Regions from separate parts of the Mus musculus genome. Here region 1 is linked to region 2. A link is a contact called in public HiChIP or PLAC-seq data. All regions are on one chromosome and are shown on one strand. Each heading gives the region's core, a stretch centred on a gene start, on an enhancer-like site or on the middle of the called end of the contact. The rest is flanking DNA. Distances are from core to core; before and after follow the strand shown.

Region 1 (3,369 bases), core at 632-3,131, 600 kb after region 2:
GGATCCCTAACACCTGTTCGTGTGGAAATGAACTCCCCCGGGTGTCTTCAGTGATGACCTTTCTATCAGATCCACAGAGTGGGACTAGGAACGTGAACGAACACATGGGAGCCCAACCTCGTAGGAAAAAATGGAGACCTGAAACAGGTCTCCGGTCTCTGTGGCTCTGGAGCCTGGGACTGGCTTTTGAGTGGCTCGGGTAAGCTTTGGGGCCTGGGAAACAGAAATGATCAGTAGGTTACAGCCACTGAACACCATAGTAGGTTGGGGAATAGAGGTGACTATTTTAGAATCACTCACAAGTTGCAGTCAGAAGTGAAAATCAGGTTATACGGTCTTCCTAGTAATAGTGGACCAGCAACAGGACAGGCTGCCCCACATGAGGTCCCCTCCTTACTTATTTCAGTGCCAGGTTAAGGCTCTATTTTTGCCCTGGCAGTGTCCACTTCCCTCATGCCACCCTTCACCAGGACTTTCTCTGATGTTTTAGGCTCTTCCAGTGCCCAGCGCTGGCTTGAGACAGTCTTAGTAAAGAGAAACGAAGGGGACAGTTGGAGGGACTGTGGCCACTCTTAGCCCATTGGGGCCTGTGAGGATGTGGGCAGACAGACACCCAAGTCAAGTTTCCTTGCACTCTGGGCTCCTTCAGATTCGGTATGAAATTTGGCCTTGTCTAATTCCAATCACCCTTTCCGCCACATGCTCTGCAAACCACAGGACTGATGTTTAAGAATCCAAGAGGAATTCTATTGTTTCGAAAAAGATTAAATTAATGAGCCCAGAGAAGGCTCGCTTGCCAGCACACGCAGCAGGTTAGGAGTGCTTTAAATGGTGGCTCTCCCATTTAAACAAGGGCAGCTCCCCCAAGGGAGGGTGGCTTTTGACTAAATCTGAACTCATGGGGGGATGGGGTCACACCTGAAGGGCAGAGGCCAAGGATGCTGTCAAACATCCAGACACACACAAGACAGCCCTCACAAGAAAGACCCCAGCTAAAATGTCAACAGTGCCAAACACCCAGCTTTAAAGTCATACACACCTGGGTTCAAACTCCAGGTGTACAATTTCAGCAAGCCTGCAGCCTTTCCAGCCTGGATTTGCACATCTGTAAAGATGGGTAAACATTGCATTTGGAGTTAAAGCAGTCCTCTAGTCTGTGCTGGGGTTGGCGAAAACATTCTGATTTTTAAAATGAATAAAAAGAGGTAGGCGGATCGCTAGGAGTTCAAGACCAGCTTGGTCTACCTAGAGAGTTTTAGGACACCCAGGACTACATAGAGAGACCCTGTCTTAATAATTAAATAAATAAATAAGTCTACTTAAAAGGTGTGACAGTTGGGTCATCACACATGAAGTGGCCCAGCCTGGAAACTGTATTTGATACCTAGAGCTGTCACTTGCTTCTTTCCCGGGTGTTTGGAGCTGAAACCCTTAGGAGAACCTTCAGGCCTCTTTGTCTTCCGTAGGGCATCTGAACCTCCTACAGGGCCAGCTGCACCGCGGTTGGGTTGCGTCTAAAGACCCACGATCCGAGTGGAGGACGGCCTCATTTCCGGTGACAGTGGACTTGAGCAGCCTGCCTCTCCTTTGGAACCGCGCAGCGGGTCCAATGCCAATTAGCTGAGCCTGAAAAATGAGTGTGCTCTCCGCTCTCCAGGGGGACGCAGGGTGCCCCCAGCCCGGCCTGGGGTTGCTGCCCCGTTCCCCCTATTGTGCCTTCAACAAGAGCGTTTTATTGAAAAGAGCTGAGTGCATCTAATGCAGTTATCCGTGTCCGCCCCATCGAGCCATGGGCTGGGAGCGAGGCGCGCAGCTGCCGCCGCCTCACACGCTCGCAACAAAGGAGGGCGCCGTGGAGAATTTGCTCCCCTTTGAACGGCTCATCTGGTTTCCATTTCTGAAAGGTTCCCCAATCTTTGCTTCCACCCAGCCCCCACTCCAGTGCTGCTCCCCCACACCTCGCTTCGCTCCAGCTGTGCCCCTGGGGGAGGGTGCCACAAGTTCCTGCGCCATCACTCCCTCGTGCCTGTGGGAGACGTATGCACCCCCTTGCATAGGCTAGGACCAGCTGGGCAAACACACCTGGCTTACTATTGGCCTGAGCCACCTTGCTCATGAGGATCTGAAACTCAGTTTCCCCATCTTTAAAATGCCTTGTTTTGCAAGCCACATCGATGATTTTCAACCCCAAAATGGAGAGGGGCAGTTTCGTGAAACATTTGGCAAGTGCATAACAAAATAATTAAAGCAATTTAAATAGCCTTTAATGTCACAGCCCAAAACAAACCATCAGCTCTACCAAGTATTTTCCCTTAGTTGTCTTCTTTGAGCATAAGAAGTCATGAATAAAATTATCATTGTATAATTAGAGTCATATTGTGTATCTGGTTGTATCTCCTGCCTTTATTTACATCAGGGAGTTTTTGTACGTTCATAGTCTTTGAAAATGTGATATTTTAAAACAGCTGCAAAATACACCATCATGAGCTTTCCCACAACTGATTTAATGTGCTCCCCCCTTTTTTGTTTTTTAAGATTGTTTGCCCCATTTGCTTAGGCGGTGGTAATTGTTTTTTCCCCAACACCACAATTTAGAGGGCTATTTTAAAAAAATCAAATCCTCAAGTGTTTTCCCAAATTGACATCTGGGTCTAAATCTGTCACACACACACACTCCCACACACACACTCCCACACACACCCTCCCACTCCTGCTACAAATCAAAGACATGAGGCAGGCATTTGCATGACTTCCTAAGACTGTGACTGAGGGGAAAGGTCATCCTGGCCTCCTCCCCTGTCTGATACCCCCCAGGCACCTGCAAGATGGAAATTCACATTTGAATCATGGCCCCTGTAAAATTATAGCCTTGGGCAAACTATATAAATCTGAGTCCTCAGGTGCATGGCAGAGTCCATCACACCACGCTCAAAGGGCTATGGAGAACATGGAGAAACTATACACAGGGTGCATAGTGCACACGGTGCCGAGCATGTGGCAGGGTACAAAAGCCTTGCTGCCCCACGTACTGATGCTGTGGCCCTGGTGAACTTTCCGAGGCCCTGTGTGCCTCAGTTCCTCCACTTATAACACAGAGGGTTTACGAGGATAAATTAAGTAATAACAAACCTCCTGATACTTGCCAAGTCCCCAGTAGAAGCAACTGTCCTTTTTGTGAGTCTGCCTGACCACCTTTAGAGAACGATGAACCTCTTTCATCTCTCAGGACCAGCCCCTTCCAATCCCCTTATCCATACATAGTCTTCCTACCTTGCTCATGAGGCAGAGCCCTGGGAAGATGCTGGGTGCCCAGAAACATCCTCCCAGATCTCCACCTGCAGCATGGCCTTTGCTTCTGGTCTCTGCATT
Region 2 (3,403 bases), core at 1-2,500:
CTGGGGGAGCCTAGGTAGTCCTTAGTTTTGTGAATTTAGGTTCCTTCCTTCAGGTTTTGGGGTTCTCCTCTCAGTTTCTGTATCTTGTTTGTAAGCATCTCCATCATTTTGCTTTTAGAAAACCACACTAGAGACAGAACGTTCTGTTGTGGGTTTCTATGGCTTCCTCACATCACAGAATTGTTCCCTGCCTTCAAGTGTTTAGACACTACTCAAGGAATTCCTCTTCTCTCTCTCTCTCTCTCTTTTTTGTTGTTGTTTTTTCGTTCCTTTTCTCTCATTTAAAAATTTTATTTATTGATTTATTTATTTATTGATTTATTTATTTATTTATTTATTTATTTATTTATTTATTTATTTATTTATTTATTTTGAGACAGGGTTTCTCTGTATAGCCCTGGCTGTCCTGGAACTCACTTTGTAGACCAGGCTGGGATTAAAGGCATGCGCCACCACGCCCAGTTCCTTTTCTCTTTTTAATCTTGTTAATAATTCACCCCTGAATTCCCTTCCTATCTCTTGAAATTTAGTCATAAAATGCTACAGGTTTTTAACTGGTTTAGGTTTTTAGTTGGTTCAATAACAGGAATAACAAAGTCTCTTGATTTTCTCTGCTTGAGATAAGGTGAAAAACGGAGCTCCTAAGTCTAACAGTTTGTTTTTATACTCATGAGGTTTTTAAAAATACTGTCTCTGTGTGTAGTCCAGGCTGGCCCCAAATTTGTTATGCACTTGGCTCTGCCTCCTGAGAGATGGGATTACAAGTGAAAGCCTTGGTTTAGAGAATTTTAGAATGTTAGTAGTGAGCACGAGGCAGCGCTCTGTTTAACCTCTTTACTTGTAAATGAAATTACTTTCCCCACTGTTTGGGCCTAACGCTTTGCTTATTTTTTGTTTGTTTGTTTTGTTCTGGCTCTGTTACTACAACCTCTGCCAGCTGCAGTTTGGCATCTAAGCGAGGGGGTCATTCTTTATCTTCTTACTCCACAGGTCTACAGGCCCCGCCTTCCCTGCGCCATCCTTCTGCGTGTCCCAATCCCCTCCCCTCCCCGCCGCCACCCTGTGACACGCCTTCTTCTTTCCCGCCCGTGTCCAACGACCAAAGCTCAACCCGGCTCCACCCACTTTAGGTCTCATCCCCGCCCCCAAACACTTTTTTTTTTTCCTGCCGCCGCGCTCCGCGTGAATACTTTTGACCTCCCCGCTAACCGTACGGCCGGCAGCCTCCGCTTCCGTCGCGGTAGTCATCGCCTTTACTGTGCGCCGGAAGGAGGCTCTTATAGCGCTTTTGGAATTATGGCGGCGGTGGATATCCGAGGTAATTAATTTTATGCTCCCCTTACCAGATTGTGGTTTACTGGGGTTTCATAGCTTGCGGAAGTCAGCGTTACCCTCTTTTGTGAGGTCTCTCAAGTTCTTCTGAGTGGCTCCTGGATACCCTAAGGCTCTAATCTAACGAAAAGGGGTCGCGCTTTCCCGTTTTCTGACGAGTCTCTTTAAAAGGGTAGATGCGGAAAAACTAGAAACAATTTAGGGGTTTCTCTCACAATGCTGGGCGTTATGTCGGGGCGAAGGGATAGCTTTTCGGAAGAGAGAAGTGGAATAAGATAAGGGCTGATCCCACCTTATGGGTCCCCGGACAGAAATCCCCGTCTTCTTATTAATAATTTTAAATTTTAGCCTATAATACCTTTCACTTATCATTCATTCAGTGGTTGCCTTCGGCAAGCTGAGCAGTAGAGGTATATTTTCATTGAGTAAGAATAAATAAATGAATGGAGACTCAACCTCTTACTAGCTTCTTGGTCGGGTAGCATTTTGTTTAGCAGTTTGTTTTTGCTTGTGTATATTTCATTCTTCCTCTTGGCAATTTCATACATGTACATAGTGGATTGCTTATTACTTAGATTTGTTAGCGTAATTGTAATGTGTCTGGTGTTTAGAGGAATGGCAGAGAAGCTGGCATAGGGAGGAGATGTAGAAGAGAAGATCTGGAAAGATAAATGTGAGAGAACAGTCAACAGGGACGGCATATTCTGACTTTGTCTTTTTTTTTTTTCATTTACGCATTTCTTTACTAGATCATTTTAGCTGCTGACAGTAGTGTAAAAGTCAGGGATAGAATTAGAAACAAAAAAAGGAAAACAAAACGAAACCAGGGCTTTTCTGGGATGGACAGAAATTAGAGGTAGCTTGGAAGAGTGATGACTGCATTAGTGAGAAGGTTAAATCTGCTTGGTTTTTGGTATATTCTGTTTATGAAGTGATCACAACTTACCTTTTATTTTCAGACTTGACTTTTCATTTCAGTTTTTGTAGATGAATGTCCATGGATACATGAGGCTGTTTAAATTGATTGAGATCTGTGAATAATAAAGTAAGTCATACTTGCCTTGACCTTCAGGCATGGATTGGAAGCATTTAGTGATTATTATGCTCATTCCTGATGAATAAAAACTCACAATTTAGTGGGAGCAGATTATCTGTGATTCTGGTTATGGAATAAGAATTAGTAATAAGGGGGCTAGAGAGATGGCTTAGCGGGTTAAGAGTACTGATTGCTCTTCAGAGATCCTGAGTTCAAATTCCACCAACCACATGGTGGCTCACAACCATCTGTAATGGGATCTGATGCCCTTTTCTGGTCTGTCTGAAGATAGCCACAGTGTACTTGCAATTATAAAATAAATTAATTTAAAAAAAGAATTAGTAATAAAAGTATATAAATTTGCCATGAGAACAGAGAAAATGCCACCATTACTACTGTAACAGTTATTGGGTTACAGTGTGCCAAGCATTTAATGTGCATAATATTGTATGTATAATTATAGATCTTACCTACCTACCAATGGTTAGTTAATAGATATGGACATGAAATGGTTATGCCTGGTAATGGCAGAAAGATAAAACTTTTTTAAGGAAAAAGTTATCGTTTCCTAAAGCAGCTAAAAGAAATGTACATTTTATGGTAAATGGAATTGTTAGTAGGATTAGGAAATTTAAATCATAGTCGTGGTTTTCCCTGTGTTGCTCTTCATTAGCAAAGATGCCTTTTTCCAAAAACATTATTTCCTGGTTTTATATATTGTGACTTTACCCATATATATTTGTGTGTATACACACACACATACACACACACACACATATATATAAATGGTTGGTATTATTTTTGTTAATATACTTCATTTGTTCCTTTTATTTTATTTTATTTTATTTGGTTTTTCAAGACAGGGTTTCTCTGTGTAGCCCTGGCTGTCCTGGAACTCACTTTGTAGACCAGCCTGGCCTTGAACTCAGAAATCTGCCTGCCTCTGCTGGGATTAAAGGCGTGTGCCTAAACGCCCATCATTCCCTCTATTTTAAAACACACAAAGCATGATTTTTTTTTTAAAATTGTTTTAAC

The links. HiChIP or PLAC-seq counts read pairs in DNA pulled down with a chosen protein or histone mark.
Region 1: an H3K4me3 HiChIP or PLAC-seq map of embryonic forebrain shows a contact between it and region 2, with 5 times the contacts expected there. The contact joins the enhancer-like site here to the promoter of Med6 in region 2. A contact is called at or near these places in 2 of 39 promoter capture datasets (both in embryonic stem cells), 3 of 484 Hi-C or Micro-C datasets (the G1E-ER4 cell line, cerebral cortex and embryonic fibroblasts), 6 of 115 datasets of contacts at active chromatin or transcription factors (the NIH/3T3 cell line, the SCID.adh cell line, embryonic forebrain and 3 more) and 2 of 9 other capture datasets (embryonic stem cells and liver).

The regions. Positions count from the first base shown.
Region 1 is chr12:80,997,318-81,000,686 of GRCm38.p6, reverse strand. No RefSeq gene overlaps it. Among named protein-coding and RNA genes, the nearest start is that of Smoc1, 28 kb to the left of the region's middle. Within about 2 kb of position 1,881, at least 50 of the 459 cell types and tissues checked have an H3K27ac peak or open chromatin away from gene starts, as enhancers often do. A contact at or near this core is called in embryonic forebrain, where this site is marked.
Region 2 is chr12:81,592,855-81,596,257 of GRCm38.p6, reverse strand. It overlaps Med6 (mediator complex subunit 6), which reads left to right and starts at 1,250. Exons shown (of 8, transcript NM_001347384.1): 1 at 1,250-1,318. The coding sequence starts at 1,297.